Regions from separate parts of the Pan troglodytes genome. Here region 2 is linked to region 1. Evidence: chromatin contacts called from public HiChIP or PLAC-seq data. All regions are on one chromosome and are shown on one strand. Each heading gives the region's core, a stretch centred on a gene start, on an enhancer-like site or on the middle of the called end of the contact. The rest is flanking DNA. Distances are from core to core; before and after follow the strand shown.

Evidence for each region. HiChIP or PLAC-seq counts read pairs in DNA pulled down with a chosen protein or histone mark.
Region 2: a contact with region 1 is called in an H3K4me3 HiChIP or PLAC-seq map of stem cell-derived excitatory neurons, with 3 times the contacts expected there. The contact joins the promoter of PRPF38B here to the promoter of STXBP3 in region 1. A contact is called at or near these places in 2 of 7 Hi-C or Micro-C datasets (blood and stem cell-derived neural progenitor cells) and 1 of 1 datasets of contacts at active chromatin or transcription factors (stem cell-derived excitatory neurons).

Annotation. Positions count from the first base shown.
Region 1 is chr1:122,745,804-122,750,134 of NHGRI_mPanTro3-v2.0_pri, reverse strand. STXBP3 (syntaxin binding protein 3) reads left to right here and starts at 2,102. Exons shown (of 18, transcript XR_010159228.1): 1 at 2,102-2,323.
Region 2 is chr1:122,801,256-122,805,586 of NHGRI_mPanTro3-v2.0_pri, reverse strand. PRPF38B (pre-mRNA processing factor 38B) reads left to right here and starts at 1,772. Exons shown (of 6, transcript XM_001145049.7): 1 at 1,772-3,883. The coding sequence starts at 3,608.

The DNA.
Region 1 (4,331 bases), core at 853-3,352:
ACTCAGTTTTCTCATATGTAAAATGGCAATGGTCATCTTGCTGGGCTGTTGCGAGGTTTGAGATAATATATTCATATTCAGCACACAGGTGCAATGAAACTGAGGTGTTTGAGGTCACACTGCTAGTAAGAGGCAGAGCCAGATTTTGTAGGATGTAAACCTATGCCTACGTGCAGTTAAAGACCATGCTTGCTCCACTATTCCGCAGTGCCACCAAGGACTCTGGCCTTCAGGAGCATGAGCCAGAACTGCACCCCATGTGACCAGAGTCAAATTTCCAACCCAGAGGGACCTGTATTATTCCCTGGCACCTGGTCATTCTCCTGAAGGATAAGAGATGGAGGCACCTCACCCATCTCACTCTTCCCTCTTGGTTTGGCTCTTCAGAGCAAGGGGCTTCACCTCAGAAGGGTGAATTTTCCCTGGCACATATTTTTCTTATGGATTGGGGCTTCACCCTGCTAAACTAAGCAGAACCTAACTTAAAATGAAAAGGGAGAGGGAAATCATATGTGCACTTGTTTAAAAAATTGAGCAACTGAATCAATTTAGAGTAGGTTTAAAGGAGGTCAGGGCTCCAGCTTCTATTCTCATATAGGCCTTGAACAGAAAAACCACTCAGCCATAGGTTGTGCCAGAACCCATTTTATGGCCTTTTTTATTGTTAGAGACAGGGTCTCATTCTGTTCCCCAAACTGGAGTACAGTTGCATGATCATAGCTCACTGCAGCCTGGAACTCCCAGGCTCAAGCAGTCGTCCTATGTCAGCCTCGCAAGCAGCTACGACTCCTCAGCTTGCAGGTAGCATGCGCCATCATGCCCAGCTAACTTTTTTATTAATTTTTTTTTTTTTTTGGTGGAGACAGCAGTCTTGCTATGTTGCCCAGGCTGGTCTTAAACTCCTGGCCTCTATCAGTCCTCCTGCCTAGGCCTCCCAAAGTGCTGGGATTACAGGTGTGAGCCACCATGCCCAGCCTGTTCTTAATTCTTCATTTGACTTTCCTCTCCTAAAAATTGCAGGTTACCCCACAGACTACTCTATTGCTTTCCATGTAGCCCAAGCCTGATCTTTGTTCCCACTCCACCACTAAGTGCATCCTTGGCAAGTTACTTGACTTCATTAAGCCTCAGTTTCCTTGTTGTAAGTGTTGCTTTGAGGATCAGTGAGGTAATCTACTTAGCATGGTGCCTGGCATACGGTAAGTAAGCACTCAGTAAATATTAGACATTATTAGTAGTAGCAGTATCTAACCACTTCTACTTCCCTGTGTGACCAATTTGAATCTTTACAGCCACTGGTTCTTTGCAAATCCTTCTAGGAAAGCCTACTTTCTGCCAATGTCACATGGTTATCTCACAGTTAGGGCTCTTAGCAACTAAACTGATCTAACTTAACGTTTGAGGACTTTGATTTAAAGTCCCAAAGGAACCATCTCAGTAAACAGATCTCTACCTAAACTTTCTGAGCTCAGATCTCCTCCTCTGTGAATCAACTTTCAACAATAATTGTAGATTCTGAAGCATTAACAGGTCCTCCCTACATTTGTTGCATAAATTTGTTAATAAATGATTATTGTTTTGTTGGTTCATTTATGTATATCTTATCATTAAGGCATTCAATTTTTAAACTAAGTTTTAACTACCTGCAGCATTCCAGGAATTGTGCTCTTTAATTAGATTATAAATTCTTCAGGGGAAAGAGTCGATCTCTCATTTCTTTGAGTTTCCTAAAAGTCCAGCACAGTTCTTGGCACACTGGAGGGAACCTCACAGTTCTACGCAATTACTGTGTCCTTGAAAAAATGAATGAAATAAACATTTGGGTACAGTACATTTTCCATTGGGTAGTTGGGCTGGCTACTGAGTGAAGTCTATTATGAATCGCCTTGCGAAGTGAAGGGTTATTCTGTAATGGGGAGGATCCTCCAGTCTTCGTGTATGTGTGAACTCGGAATTTCATAGACGGCCTTGGCTCACGATCGGTTTGGCACTTCGCGTTCCTAGGCCATAGGACGTCGAACCTCGGGCGACAGCAGCCTCCCGCTAGGGTGCTCCCGACTTCCCACGGAGGTTCCACCTGTACTGCGCAGCCTCCGTCCGGGAGTGGGCGGAAATTCCCTTGCTGACGCGCGTGACGTCACCGGAGGGCGAGGTCTGCTAGAGGGGGTGGGGCATTCTCCTGCAGCAAGGGGCGGGGCCACCCCAACGCCGCTTCTGCGGCCAAAGTAGGTTGGGAGTGGAAGGTGGTGGCTGCTGCTCCGCAGTGTCGGGAAGATGGCGCCGCCGGTGGCAGAGAGGGGGCTAAAGAGCGTCGTGTGGCAGAGTGAGTGCGGTGGGGTAGGGGTTGAGAGAGGGAAGGCCGGGAGGCTGCCGTGCCGGGCCTCGTTTTGCAGCCCCAACCCAGCGGTCTGTTGAGGAGCCGCCGCGAGCACTTGTTGCTTTGGGACCTGTGTGAGGACTTCTTCCTGCTTTCCTGCCCTGCCTTATTCCTTGCCAGCACCAGGGATGGGCGGGGTGCGACGGGACGCGGCCTTCTCGTTGGCGTCGGGCACCCCCTCGCCTCGGCCGCGCTCTGGCCGCGAAGCTCCGCCCCGGGTGAGCCGCCCGGCCCGGCTTTCCCTCCCGCGGAGCCCGTGCGTGTCCTCGGCCGCGCTCCCCACTCTTCTCCGCTCCCGTCCGCGCTCCACCAGTTGGGGATGTCTCTCCATCCGAGACAATCCGGGCGCTGTTTATTCCGCCCCCATCTCCACCCCACACTGGAGTTTGCAAGGACTGTTTATTATGCTTATTCGTGTTAGTATCAACCCGTGCTTTTCAAAAAACCTCACTGTTTAACAGACTCATCTTCCCCTATTCCGAGAGGAGCCTACTTTCTGAAAAGGTCTTGAGAAGGGACCATTGGAATGACCGGTGTCCAGCCGTGACATCTTCCTGCATAGCCTGGGCAAGAGCCGCTCCTTCCGTTTTCCCTACTCTCGGGGGCCGCTCCCTGCTGTTAGGACCGGACTCCTTATTGGTTACTGATGTTCTGCGGTATCATCCACAACTTTCATAAACATCGCTCCAAACCTAGGTCTGGCAGGTTAGAGAAAGAATGAAACCACCCAACAGGAATAACCATCATTGTTTGGCATCTCTGAGTTCAAAATAATTATGGCCTAGTAGTGGAAAGGGAGTAGCATCTAATTAGTATTTCTTAGTCCAACTTGTTGAACAAAAAACAAATGATTTAGTCAGCAGAATTCTGGGAGTTAGAGTTCCTTGTCTAAAATTAAAAATCCAGATCAGTAACTGGGATAGTGCCTAACATATAGCAGGCACTAAGCAAATGTATAAATAGGTGAAAAATATGAAATTATCTTTTAAAAGGTTAGATAATTTTAAGGTTGGCATTTGCTTTTTCAAGATTTACATGGCTGACTTAAGATTTGAGATGTTTTAAAACAATGGTATTTAAATACATTTATGTGAAAATGGTAACAAATTGTGTTGTATAAATAATTTCCAAAATATGTATGTGATTAACATCTGCATGTATGTATTTAAGCCAGTTCTTTACATATTGAATCATAAGCTTTTTCCCTTTTTCACATTTTCCTTCTGATCCTCATACAGATAAAGACATTGTTTTTATTATCTGTCATTCTGTGACTTCCTTTTTTTTAAACAACTGACATTGACTCAACATTTTTCATGTTGCTTCACAATCTCGTAATTAACATTTTAAATTGCTTTTTAAATACCTTGAGGTGGCAAAAAATTTTGATAGCAGAAAAGAAAAGAAAAAATTAGGGCCAGGTGCGGTGGTTCACGCCTGTAATCCCAACACTTCGGGAGGCCGGGGCAAGATGATCACCTGAGCCTAGGAGTTCATAGACCAGCCTGGGCAATATAGTGAGATCCTGTCTTAAAAAAAAAAAAGTAAAATTAGATTTAAAAAATTTTAAATAAAAATAAAATTAATCTTCCTCCCAACCTTCCTCTCCAGAGACAATCACTCTTAGGTTTCTTATAAATCCTTCCACAAGTTTTTTTATGCAAATACAAGCGTGCATAGAATCATGTTTTTGTTTTATTCAATTATGTTTGTTTTATGTCTTTTTTCATTCTGGTTGCTTTCTCTTTTATTTTGTTGGGCAAAATTTTCTTTTTTTAATTTTTGGATATTTACACAGTCATTTATTTAAATCAGTGTTTATTGAGTGTGTACTCTGTTCTTTGGTTTCCTAGAATTGACAATTGAGTGGGAGAAGACAGGTGCACAAGTAAACTTAATGACTGCTGTATTAGCAGTATGAAATTTTGGACGAAGAGAGGAAAAAGGAATTATT
Region 2 (4,331 bases), core at 523-3,022, 56 kb before region 1:
AAAGAAAAAGAAGATAATTCAATAGCAAGCCAAAGACTGTGTAAAAATACTTGAAACACATATATACACAAAAGACTTACATACAGATCATGTAACCAGTCCTTGCCACTCAACAATAAGACAAACAAAATAACAAAATTGGCAAATTATTTGAAGTTACTTCACAGCAGAAAATATATAAATGACAATAAGCACCTGAAAAAATGTTCAACATCATTAGTGGTAAGAGAAATGTAAATTAAAGTCACAATGAGATACCACCTTATACCCATTACAACGGCTAAAAAAAAATGTTCTGTTTTCCTTTTTAGAGACAAGATTTCTCTGTCACCCAGACCGGAGTGCAGTGTTGGGATCACGGCTAACTGCAGTCTCAAACTCCTGGGCTCTAGTGATCCTCCCTCTTGCGCCCCTGAGTAGCTGGATCTACAGGCAAGCACCACTACACCTGGCTAGATTTTTATTTTTTTGTAGATGGGTATTACTACATTGGTCCGGATGGTCTCAAATTCCTGGCTTCAAGGGATCCTCCCTCCTCAGCCTCCCAAAGCACTGGGATTACAGGTGTGAGCCACTACTCCCAGCCAGAATAGCTAAAACTAACATTATATATATAAAATGTGAAGTGTTGGTGAGGTTATGGAGCAACTGGAACTGTCATACACTGCTGGTGGGAATGAAAAATGTACAACCATCTCAGCAAACAGTTTGGCTATTTCATAAGTGCCGGGTGAGGTGTCAGAGCCCTAGCACTAGAAAGTGGTCAACTCACGGGTTGGTAAGAATTTACAGACAACAGTATAGGTTTAAAAAGGAAACTTCTATTAAATAGAATGCTGCAAAAGAGTGCAGCGGGGCGCCTCAGAAAGAGAGGACTGAGTGTGCCAGTGAATTTTTCCTTAGGGATATTTATGGACCTCAAAGAGGGAGCTTATGGGCAATTTGGACCATATTAGCCATGTAGGTCATGATAAGTGATTACATTTGTAGACATTCTGGTGCCTTAATGTCAGCAAGGGTCACACAATGAGTTTTGATATGCATGCATTCAAGAGATGTATAGAAATTCTAGTTACTTATAAATTTTGGGGAAAAAAACTGGAACCAGATGCCTGTGTTAGATAACAGGAAAGTCTAATTACTTCTGAATTCCTCAGATAAGAAGTTTTTGTCTCCAGGGCCTGCTGGATGGTCACCAGGTAATTTTGCTCTGGTCATTTTCCCCTGACAAATAACTTGGTCAAATCTTGGACCCTTTATATTCCCCCATGCTCAAGTCCGCCTGTTGCATATCATGGTCTCAAGAAAGAGAAAATAGCATAGTGAATAGGGATGTCAAGTCTATCTGGCTACTTCCTGCTGAAAGAGGGCTCTCCAGCCTGGGCCAGAGAGTGGGACTCTGTCTCAAAAAAAAAAAAAAAAAACCAGACAGTCTAGTCACAAATGTTCACAGCATTTTCAACAACAATTTGTGTTGTTTCTAATTTGGGGCTATTACAAATAAAAATGCTGTTCCCATCAATGATTAGATAAACAAAATAGTGATAAATCCATACAACTGAATACTAATCAGTAATTAAAACAAAACACAACCTGCTGATACATGCAATAAGGAGGCAAAAAAAAAGAGAACACTGCGTGGGGATAATGATTTCATTTATTTAAGATTCAAGAAAATGCAAACTAGTCTCTACTGACAGAAAGTGGTTGCTTCGGTATGAGGTTGGAAAGAGAGATGGATTACAAAGGGCACAAGAAAACTTTTGGGATTGACAGAAGATTATGTTTATTGTAGTAGTGGTTTAATGGGTATACATATATGTCAAAACTGATCAAACCAAACTTAAACGGCTTTATATATGTGCAGCATAGAGGTCTTCAATTATAACTGAATAAAGTTTTTTTAAAAAATGGGGATAAAAATAACATCTTCAGCCTGTTGTAGGGATTCACTGAATATGTTAAAGCACTTTATCATAATACCTGGCTCCGAGTTTGATGCCGCTGACACTTAGATATCAAACTCAACCTCTCTACCAAGCTCTTCATCCAAACAGACTAGGGGTAAAGACTGTCTAAGACTATACAGAAAGATCATGTATCTGAGGAATTAAAAATAGGGCATAAGATTTGGCAATGTGTCACTCGGTAAACTCAATAAACTAGTATTATCAAGGCAAAAAATATATACACAAAAAGAACTGGATTAAAAAAATTTTTTTCTATGGACTTTTAACGTGATAACTCATGACACAGGGGTTAGGATCTTCAGTTTTCCTTTGGAAGTTAATAAAAACCACTATAGAGAAAAACAAGATTTGCTAGTAAGAAGGTGAAAACTGCTTCTCCTCTCAGGGTTCTAGTTCTCTTGCAACCTAAAACAAAGGAACCAGACAGGATAACCACTTTCGTACCGTACAGCTCCAAACACTAATCAATCACTCCATTCACTTATCTTTTCTATTTCCTTGTATTCTGTCAAACAACTGTCTCTTGGTTTAAATACTTTTCTGCTGGTCTTCGCTCTCTCTCTCTCCCCTTCTGGTTTATTTTCATCCAGATGTGGATTTTCCCCAAAGTTTCCATCTTATCCTTTTCTCCTCCTGTGTATGCGCCACTGAAGTCAAGATTGCCACATTCAAACTCCCCACACATTCACACACCCACTCCCAATATACAGTATCTCGCCCAATGTTTATCACTCCGGATACATTCCTAGAATCCAAAGATCTGGAGCAGGGAGAAAAAGAAAAGGCGCCTACCAGATGCCTGGAACAGTCTACTAGGCACTACAAGTACATTAGCTCTTTCAATGCTCACAACAGCCCAGCCAGATGTTATCTCAATCTTACGGTTGAAGAAATTTAAGACCTCTGGCTGGACACTAGAGGCTGGCGAAGTACGTGACCTTTGATCAGAATCTCCTGGAGGAGTGGGGTCCCTGACCATTGTACCTTCCAGAGAACCTTAAAACTGAGATCCCAGGAGACCCCTCTCGGATACTCTGCAGAAGTCAGAGTGACGATATTAGCAAGCACACCGCAGCCATGCGAACCCTTCCTGGCTCAGCTCCCGACAAAAGAAATCAAGCCCCCAGTCAAAATACAACAACAACGGATTAGGCCTACAACCCTCTCCCCCGGCCCCCAAATTCTCAGGGGAAATCCCCTAAGAGTCAGGTACGGAGGTCACTGCAGCGACTTCAGCGTGCAGAGAACGCGCGGAACTAGGAAGAGGACGCTCCAGCCCACCTGAGCGTCTCTGATTGGCCGCCAGCTCAGCTTGGAACGCTGGGGTGCGTGGCGTCATATCCGCCGGGCCCGCCATCTTGTTCCCAGGGGCAGTTGGCGGAAGAGATCGAGCTCCCTGGCCGCCGGCTCGCCTTCTGCGTGGAGTTCTCGCGGTCTGGGTTTCGCTGTCTGCTCTTGGCCCGGGGTCCTTTTGTCGGCATCGGGTGCCCTCTCTTGCCCAGCTGGGGCACAGCGAGGCGGCCCCTTCTCCCGACGACGTTCGATGGAGTAGGGTCCCAGACCGTTGTCCCGAAGAGCGAGATCGAGCTTGGCCCCCTCCCCCCCCTCCTTCCCTCCCTCCTTCCTTCCGCCGCAACATGGCTAACAACAGCCCCGCGCTGACAGGCAACTCGCAGCCGCAGCACCAGGCGGCTGCAGCTGCGGCTCAGCAACAGCAGCAGTGCGGCGGCGGCGGCGCCACCAAGCCGGCGGTCTCCGGCAAGCAGGGCAATGTGCTCCCGCTCTGGGGCAACGAGAAGACCATGAACCTCAACCCCATGATCCTGACCAACATCCTGTCGTCGCCTTACTTCAAAGTACAGCTCTACGAGCTCAAGACCTACCACGAGGTGGTGGACGAGATCTACTTTAAGGTACGAAGTGTGTAGGCCTTGGCTTTGGGGGTAAGTTCGGAAGAGGGGGTATGGAGGAAACGGGCGAAGGCGGCCCCCGAAATCTGAAGATTTGTGGGTGGGGGAAGGTGGTTCGGCGGAGGGGTGGCTGCGGCCTGTAGTGTGTCTGGGAGGGGTCGGACTGGGGCCGCCCTCTTGTTTCCATTTTAGATTTTTAGGGCCGGGAGAGCCCGCCACTATTGATCTCTCTCCTCCCCCAACCTCCTGCCCACCCCTGGGGGGAGTTGGGCAAGAGGGGTGGGGGAGAGGAGGAAAGAGTAACAGAAGCCTTTCCAGTTTACAGCTTTAAAATTATTCCTTTTGACGTGGATCTACTGAGCGCCAACTTGTTGGTGCTTCTCCCGCTCACCCCTGGCCAGGGCGTGTAATGACTTCAGTATTGGCCTCGTGTTGTTGGTACTCACTATCC